Linked DNA regions of Mus musculus: region 2 is linked to region 1. The links are chromatin contacts, called in public promoter capture Hi-C maps. All regions are on one chromosome and are shown on one strand. Each heading gives the region's core, a stretch centred on a gene start, on an enhancer-like site or on the middle of the called end of the contact. The rest is flanking DNA. Distances are from core to core; before and after follow the strand shown.

Region 1 (4,282 bases), core at 589-3,088:
TATCATGTGTGCACACACAATATAAATATGTAAACCTATAGAGAAGTGGGAGAAAGAGAAAGCCCAGGTACCTAAAGTTGGCTGCAGGCTTTTGCATAGCATAGCAGTTCAACCCTTCCGTCTTCCATTGTGACCGATATGATCTAATTTCCTGAAACCCAAGACATGCTTTTGTTGGCAAGTCTAAATAGATTGATTTTGGTGTTGCCTTGGATTTAATTGCCTCTTTGCTTTCTGGCACCAGCAGCCTTTGGTTGTCAGTCCCCATACACACTTGCAGTCATTACTGTCCTTGCTGTGACTAATTACCTAAGAAAAGGCTGCTTAAAGGTGGAAGGACTTATTTTGGCTCACAGTTCACAGGAATTCGGCCCACCATGGCAGGCAAGTCACACAGTAGACCAACTTGATCTGAAGCACCGAGGGAGGGAGAAAATGTTCCCCTGGCTTTCTCTTCCTCTCCTTTTTATTCACTCAGAGCCCATGGGATGGTGCTGCTTGCTTGAAGTTAAGCCTTTTTGGGAAATGCCTTCAGAGACACATCCATGGTGTGTTACATTAATATTCTAGGTATCTCCTAATATCATTAAGTTGGCAATTGAAATGAATCATCATTATGCTGGCTTTCCTCAAAATTAGCATATTCATTGTAATTAACAAAAATCCCTTAAGTAGTCTGCATTTGTCTTTGGGTATACAGCTTTACCTTGTATCTTAGTCAGGGTTTGTATTCCTGCACAAACATCATGACCAAGAAGCAGGTTGGGGAGGAAAGGGTTTACTCAGCTTACACTTCCACATTGCTGTTCATCACCAAAGGAAGTCAGGACAGGAACTCACAATCCCTGTAGGCTATTCCCTAGCATGGTATGGCACACAAGGCACATTTATGTGGCTGAGATGAACCTGTATTAGGTCATCTATGGCCAAAAGTGGGCTCAGAATTCCCAAACTATAGCTCAGACCCGCAGAGCTGGCCAGTGCTTCAGGAACACCAATTGGTTTGGTTTAGGTGGTGTCTGGCTGGGTGGATCTGAAATGGATCAAGTCATCTTGTCTTGCTGCTAGGAAATAAATACTCCAAGTAGAATTGGTGGGAACAGATATATACTCCAAGTAGCTTTTGGTGGGTGGGCCAGGGCTGGATCCAACCCTTTCTGTCACTTGCCTGAATTAGATCCTTTGTCCATTCTAGGCAAGTGCTCTACCATTGGGCTAAATTTCCAGCTCTTTAGAGGGCGGCTCACTAAGCTGCGAATTCAGACCTTGAACTTGTGATCCTCCTGCTTCAGCCTCCTTAGTAGCCAGGCAGCAGGGATGACAGACTTGTGCTATCAGGCCTGGTTACTATGCGATTTGGCTTTCCCGCTGCTTATCACAAAGGTGTATGTGACGTCCATGCCCAGTGGCCCAAACACCACTGAGCCCCTTTGCCTGAACCCCAGAACCCATAGCGGGACCCGATGGGGTGCGCATCACTGGTGGCCAAGGCTCTGGAAGGAAGCTCAGTGGGTGCTGGAGAGAGAGGCTCAGAGGAAAAACCCCCAAGGGAAGGAGGAGCTGGGAATCCAGCCAGTTTGGCGGGACTTGCCCAAGAGCTGGCCAGCCTCGCGGGGTCCCGCGTCTCCCGCCGCACCCACCCGTCGCTGTATCAAGCAAAAGCGAAAGGAAGCCGAGCGGTCCCGCGTGGCGTGGCGTGGGCGGGGAGGTGGCTGCGCGCTCTAGCTCCGCGGGACCAGGCTGCCGCTTTGTGACTTCACCGGTTTCGCAACAAGCCAGGACCGCCCGCGCCCCACCCACCCGGCTGCCCGTCCGCCCTCCGCCCTCGGGTCTCTGAGCGCTTCCCTCCCTCCGGGGCTGGGCCTGTCCCGGCCGTCCCGGAGTCTCTGTCCCGCCGCGCCGTTAGCTGTCTGTGTCTTGGCCACCGCCTCCAGGCAGTCCGCAGCAAGCCAGCTTCTTGGTCCGACGAGCTCAGCGCCCTCTCACCGCGATGCTGTGCTTCCTCAGGGGAATGGCTTTCGTCCCCTTCCTCCTGGTGACTTGGTCGTCCGCAGCCTTCATCATCTCCTACGTGGTCGCGGTGCTCTCTGGGCACGTCAACCCCTTTCTCCCCTATATCAGGTGAGGGGCAAGAGGAGCGTGAGGGAGGGACCAGGTGAGCTGAGAGGGAGGGAAGGCGTGCAAGCCAGGCATGGGTAGTGGAAATTCTTGAGGTAGTGGAAAGGTGTGACAAGATAATCTCTGGGATCCCCGGGCAAGTTTAGAGAGTCAGGAAGCACGTGTGGGTTCTGCCTTTAATGAGAAACAGTGCTCAGAGCCGCGCATCAAGCAGACAGCTAGACAGCTGGTGGCACCTTTAGACCTGGGGTATGGGATAAAATCTTGGGGAGAGCCTTCTTTGGTGACACTCAGACAAGGAGAGTTCCTAAGATACCATTTATTGTAAGTAGATCCAGGCATGTGGCAAACCGCTCACTTATTTCTCTTCCCAACAACTCCTGGCTCCTCCCCTCCCTCCCTCTCCCCCTCTCTGTCTCTGAGACTGGATCTCCCTATGTAGCCCAGGTTGGCCTGAAGTCTAGGGTGGTATACACAAGTCTACCTTCTTCTGCTTCTCTAGTGCTGGGATTTAAAAGTCTTCACCACCACAGGGGGCTCATTTCTAACAGCTAAAATTTCTTTTCCATGAAAGAAAATGGAGGTTTAAACTGGTGGAGATACACCAGTAGGTCATTGGCGTAAAAGCAACCCTGGACCCCTTGTGCCAACAGCAGCACCTTTAGGATGGACCTGCCTCATACTCCTCTGGACCTGGTGCCTCTAAAGTCAGAGTCCTCAAGTTGTCAAAACCTGTGAAGTTTCTTGCCCTTATTTATTACTTTGTTTCCTACTTAGTCTCCGTCTTTCCTGAGGGTCCTTTATCCACAGCTGGGACAACAGCTTGATCCTCCTTTTTTGTTTATTAGATATTTTCTTCATTTACATTTCAAACCCTATCCCCAAAGTCCCCTATACCCTCCCCCCACCCTGCTCCCCAACCCACCCACTCCTGCTGCTTAGCCCTGGCATTCCCCTGTACTGGGGCATATGATCTTCAAAAGAAAGGCCCTCTCCTCCCATTGATGGCCGACTAGGTCATCCTCTGCTACATATACAACTAGAGACACGGCTCTGGTAGGGGAGGTACTGATTAGTTCATATTGTTGTTCCACCTATAGGGTTGCAGACCCATTCAGCTCCTTGGGTTCTTCTCTAGCTCCTTCATTAGGGGCCCTGTGTTCCATCAAATAGGTGACTGTGAGCATCCACTTCTGTATTTGCCAGGTACTGGCATAGCCTCACAACAGCTTGATCCTCTTTAACATTTCCATGTTAAATGACGGGTATCTGGGTATCTGTGTCCTTTGAGGAAGACTTTAAAGATTATATGTGCGTGTGTGTGTGTGTGTGTGTGTGTGTGTGTGTGTGTGTGTACATATATATATAGAGAGAGAGACAGAGACAGAGACAGAGACAGAGAGACAGAGAACTGTAGCTGTCTTCAGACACACCAGAAGGGGGCATCAGATCCCGTTACAGATGTTGTGAGCTACCCTGTGGGTGTTGGGAATTGAACTGAGGACCTCTAGAAGAGCAGTCAGTGCTTTTAACCTCTGAGCCATCTCTCCAGCCCTGAAGAAGACTTTAGTAGTTGGCCTTGTGTCCCTGAAAAACCCTTGGAATGGTTCCTCAGAGCACATCTCAGTCCTGGGTGCCAGCACCTGTGTCCCTTCTCTCATTAATGAACCACAATCCACTCGCTTGGACGTGTATAAGATTGAGCTCTTCTCGTCCTTGCTCCCCTCCTGAGGACGTAATAGCTATGCTTTTCCTAGATCTGAAGTTCACTCCCAGCTACTATGTGATATGGATCCAGCCAGTCTGTCAGAGGCAAGGCTGGAACCATTGTGTCGGATGCAGTTTAAGGCATTCCCTTAAAGTGAATCTGGTTATCTATGGGAGATAACCAGAGTGGAGCAATGAGCTGAATGAGGTGACACACTTGTGACATACTGAACACACAGGCACTCCAAGAAAGGGGCTTACACATTAACAAGGAAGGCTCTAAGGAGTGATGAATTATGGGGCTCCACGGCACAGGATGGACCTCACATCGGTAGGAACTATAATCCAAAACAAACATGATTGCCCAAGTGTGCCTGGGGATGTGGGATTGATTATTACCTCTTTAACAGCGGGGGTGGGCACTGGGCTGTCTCTAAGCCATTGATATAATGGCCAG
Region 2 (4,222 bases), core at 1,624-4,123, 53 kb before region 1:
GTCACAGAATAGAGCACTGCCAATTCTCTCTAACGAGTGCACTTCATGGGGTGACAAAATAGCAGGGGAGGGGCTGTCATGAGCAGACGCTTCAATCCAAAACAGCGCACGCCTGCGAGCGGTAATCCTGACACTTCATCTCTCTAAGCTTCATTCCTGAGGGAAAAAACCAAAATGCTCACCTCTTCTTTGTCGGTTCGGTTGTGTTCTTCCCGAGGGTTTCCCTAGAGCAAAGAGCAAAGTTGGCTTGTTACACACACCTCAGCTAGTGCGGCCCCCAACTGTGGACAGGGGAGACTTCACAACGGTCACTTTCTTGGTGGCTTCACTGGAACTGATGTGCCAATGGGAAGTGTCACAATGCTTAGGGCACCGAAAACATAAACAAATCGTATAAGGTGCTCATCTCTTAGCACCGGGACTTCAGGCCACAGACTAATTCCACAGCTGCTGAGCAGATAGGGATGAAATGCTACCAACAACCCTGTACCTCAAACTGTAACCAATAAAGCTCATTTAAATGCCACCTGGCTGTTTTACTTATAAACCATAGAATGGGGCTACCGGTCATTTTACGGACTGGCATCGTTTTACACCCGGGGACAGAGAAGTCGTTGCAGTATATGGTGCAAACGACCTGCTACTGGAGTTTACTGCTGATGTTTATAAATAGTGGGACACTCTTAGCAAATCTTCCAGATGAAAGACTTTACCCAGCTTGGAGTGGTCACCCTGCCCATCTCTGTACACCCCCGTGTGCATCAGTTGTGGGTTACTTCTTACAATGACTCACCGCATGGCTCTCTGCTCTTCCTCCATGTGCTCTCGGACCTGCTGTAGCTCCTTTAGCAGTTCAAGGTCAGTGCCATTCACCCAGGTGTAAACCACGTCGATTGGCATGGGCAGACAGAGCCTAGGGCAGACCCACAGCCCTCGGGTTAATGGGCAGACAGGGCCTAGGGCAGACCCACAGCCCTCCAGGTTAACTGCAGGTTTTTCAGAACATTTGGGGGGAAGGTTCTAACAGAACTTTTTAAGAGTTTAAATTTAACCTGGGGGGGGGGGGGGGTGCACGCGTTTGATCCCAGCACTCGGGAAGCAGAGGGAGGCTGATCTGAGTTCGAGGACAGCCTTGTCTATAGAGTGGATTCCAGGTACAGCCAGGGCCACACAGAGAAACCCCGTCTTTAAAAATCAACAAACAAACAAACAACAGAGTTTAAAATTAGACATTATCAAAGAAAATCAATAAAAAGGTGACAGAACTGTGTGCTTTTCTGGGCCGCTGCAGGCGGAGAGGTGTCTATCAAATACCAATACCATCTCTGTGAACTTCATTACCTTAGAAACTTCGTGAAACCATTTGATCCTCACAGCCACCCTTAAAGAGGTTGATATCCTTCCTTTTTAAAGATTATTTTCAGGGCTAGCAAGATGGCTTGGTGAATTCAGAGTGCTTGCTGCACAAACCCAAGACCTGATTTTGATCCCCGGACAGGTAAGGAAAGAGTTATCCTCTGACATCCACACACACCCTGTGGCATGCCACCCCGCCACCATGCACACACAATGACGGGGGTAATAAAGATTAATGGGGGAGACAAAAGGAGCTCCTTAGAGGCCTTGAGTTCTGGTTGAGCAGGGAGTGATCATTGGGTATGGGGGTGGGGTGGGGGGATGAGGTAGGTGGTGGTGGGGATTGCTTGGAGTGGAGAAAGTTCTGGAATTAGATGTGATGACAGCCATGCAACACGTGAGTGCATTTGGTGCTGCTTTCAACCATACACTGTAAAAATGGTTCAAATGCTAAAGTCTGGGCTATGGTAGGTGTGCTTTGCTACAAGAAAACAAGCAGGGTGAGAATAAAGGTTTTCTGGGAGTAGAGGGTGTTAGTTTTAGAACTTGGTTTAGAGTAGATAATCTATAGATAACCTATCACTAATATCTGCCACAAATACAGGATTGGCAGGAACAAATGCCAGGCCCGTCGTGGCCTTGGTGGGGACAGAGTGACTTGGTTCCTGCCCCTGGGACAGGGCCCCTGGCGTTAGCCTCCATAAGGGCAATGCCTGCCAAAGGCATAAGGTTTGTTGTATAATGTACATATTTCACGTTCCTCTCGAGGACTGGCCTTCCTGTTAACTTCCAAGACTTCACGATAATCTGAGATAGCACAAATCCATGGAGAAGAAGGGTGGGTGTGGCTAATGTCTCTAAAAAATGGTAAATGCTGGGACCTTCAGGGCAGCCCTTAAGGCTATGGGAAAGAGCTCTAGATACATGAGTGATACACACACACACATATATGTATTTCTCAAGTATGCAAAATATAAGCATGCAATATGAATTATGAGGAGCTTCATGAATCTAAAGGAACAAAACCAGTTATACTATGAGCCAGCTTGTCAGAAAGATACAGGCAGGCAGATTCCCAAATTCAAGGTCAGCCTAGGACAGAGCAGGATAAGGCCCAGGTGTGGTAGGAATGGTAATTTCAGGGCAGGGTTCCACCCAACTATCTTATCATCTGTTCTTAATTAAGGCAGACAGATCTCTGAATTCTTTTGCAACTTAAGAAAACAAGGTATGCTTACCTTGGAGTAAATGACTGGGTTGATATGTAAAATAAGACAGGACCTGTGTTCTGCAGGAGCTATCCTGAGAATTTATTAGGATAAAAAGAGAGAACTGCTTGGAGAAAACACACAACACACAACACACACACACACACACACACACACACACACACACACACACACATACAAGCAGGACATGGACAGAGAGACCTATTAGAATAGGAAGCAAGCAGAAGATAGACAGAGAAATCTCCAGAGAAAAAGCAGAACAGAGAGAGAAGCAGACTGGAAAAGCTGTGTCAAGCAGAACACAGGTCATCAGCCTGGATCCACGATTTGACTTTGAGTCATTCTCTTTGACACTCCCAGACATCCCCTTCTCTCAGAACCCCTCTCCATGCTGAGGCTCGTCCTTGGCAATCAAATGCAGCCAAATGTAAAAAGGATAATTAAAAATACAGCAAGGTAATCAGAAGTTTAAACAGCAAAACACAGTGAAGTTATCTACTGGCCCAAGTGAAGACCTGGTCTAAGTAAAGCCACCACCTCCTGTGCCCCATAGATGTTCCAAGTCCAACCCCTCTCTTTCCTTTGTCCCAGAGCCCTCGTCACCTAACCTGCCACCTCTTCTACTAGCTACATAACTCCTTCCTGTGCACATAAGCACATAAGACCTTCTTGCTTCACTTCCCAAAGCATCTGAGATAATAGATCACCCAGCACAGAAGCAGCCGTGTCTGCTGAAAAGCCCTCAGCGTGAGGCAGGAGGATGGAGTCTCCCCCAACCCGCTTGTTTTTAAATCATCTGCAAAATAAGAATGAGGCCCAGCCTTGCCTTAGTGGTTCTGTTCAGGTTTATTCTTCCAAAAGAAGGTTTCCTTAGTTCACTGACTTAACAAAACAAAACAAAACAAAACCACCAAACAACCAGGAAAAAAAAAACAAGACCAAAAACCTAAACAAGCAATCCCACCACTCTGAAGGTGCAGACCCCTCATCTGTTTGGGTGTTGACATTTTAGATGGTTTTTTCCCTTTTCTAAATAAATGGACAGGTTTTTTGTTCATTTGTTTGCTTTATAGCCAACTTCCAAAGTTTGTCTTTGTGATACTTCATTCTGATTATCAGCTTGATATTAGAGGTGCCTAGGGTGACAGGGAGCCACAGGCTTGAGTATGCCTATGAAGGCATTTCAGGAGGATTAACTGGGGGGGGGGCACCCTGGATGTGGGCAGCGCAATCCCCATTAGCTTGGGTACCAGACTGAGTAAAAGGGGGCAAAGGGGCCTAGCAAACACAGAAGTGGATGCTCACAGTCAGCTAATGGATGGAGCACAGGGCCCCCAATGGAGGAGCTAGAGAAAGTATCCAAGGAGCTAAAGGGATCTGCAACCCTAAAGGTGCAACAACATTATGAACTAACCAGTACCCAGGAGCTCTTGACTCTAGCTGCATATGTATCAAAAGACGGCCTAATCGGCCATCACTGGAAAGAGAGGCCCATTGGCCATGCAAACATTATATGCCCCAGTACAGGGGAATGCCAGGGCCAAAAAATGGGAATGGGTGGGTAGGGGAGTGGGGGGGAGGGTATGGGGGACTTTTGGGATAGCATTCTAAATGTAATTGAGGAAAATACATAATAA

The links. Promoter capture Hi-C pulls out the DNA fragments that hold promoters and counts their contacts.
Region 2: a promoter capture Hi-C map of macrophages shows a contact between it and region 1, with 7 read pairs. The contact joins the enhancer-like site here to the promoter of Dram1 in region 1. A contact is called at or near these places in 1 of 39 promoter capture datasets (macrophages), 1 of 484 Hi-C or Micro-C datasets (uterus), 2 of 115 datasets of contacts at active chromatin or transcription factors (bone marrow-derived macrophages and embryonic stem cells) and 1 of 9 other capture datasets (adipose tissue).

What each region holds. Positions count from the first base shown.
Region 1 is chr10:88,354,631-88,358,912 of GRCm38.p6, reverse strand. It overlaps Dram1 (DNA-damage regulated autophagy modulator 1), which reads left to right and starts at 1,838. Exons shown (of 7, transcript NM_027878.2): 1 at 1,838-2,121. The coding sequence starts at 1,991.
Region 2 is chr10:88,408,607-88,412,828 of GRCm38.p6, reverse strand. It overlaps Gnptab (N-acetylglucosamine-1-phosphate transferase, alpha and beta subunits), which reads right to left. Exons shown (of 21, transcript NM_001004164.3): 3 at 794-913; 4 at 183-224. Among named protein-coding and RNA genes, the nearest start is that of Gnptab, 31 kb to the right of the region's middle. Within about 2 kb of position 2,873, at least 37 of the 459 cell types and tissues checked have an H3K27ac peak or open chromatin away from gene starts, as enhancers often do. A contact at or near this core is called in bone marrow-derived macrophages and macrophages, where this site is marked.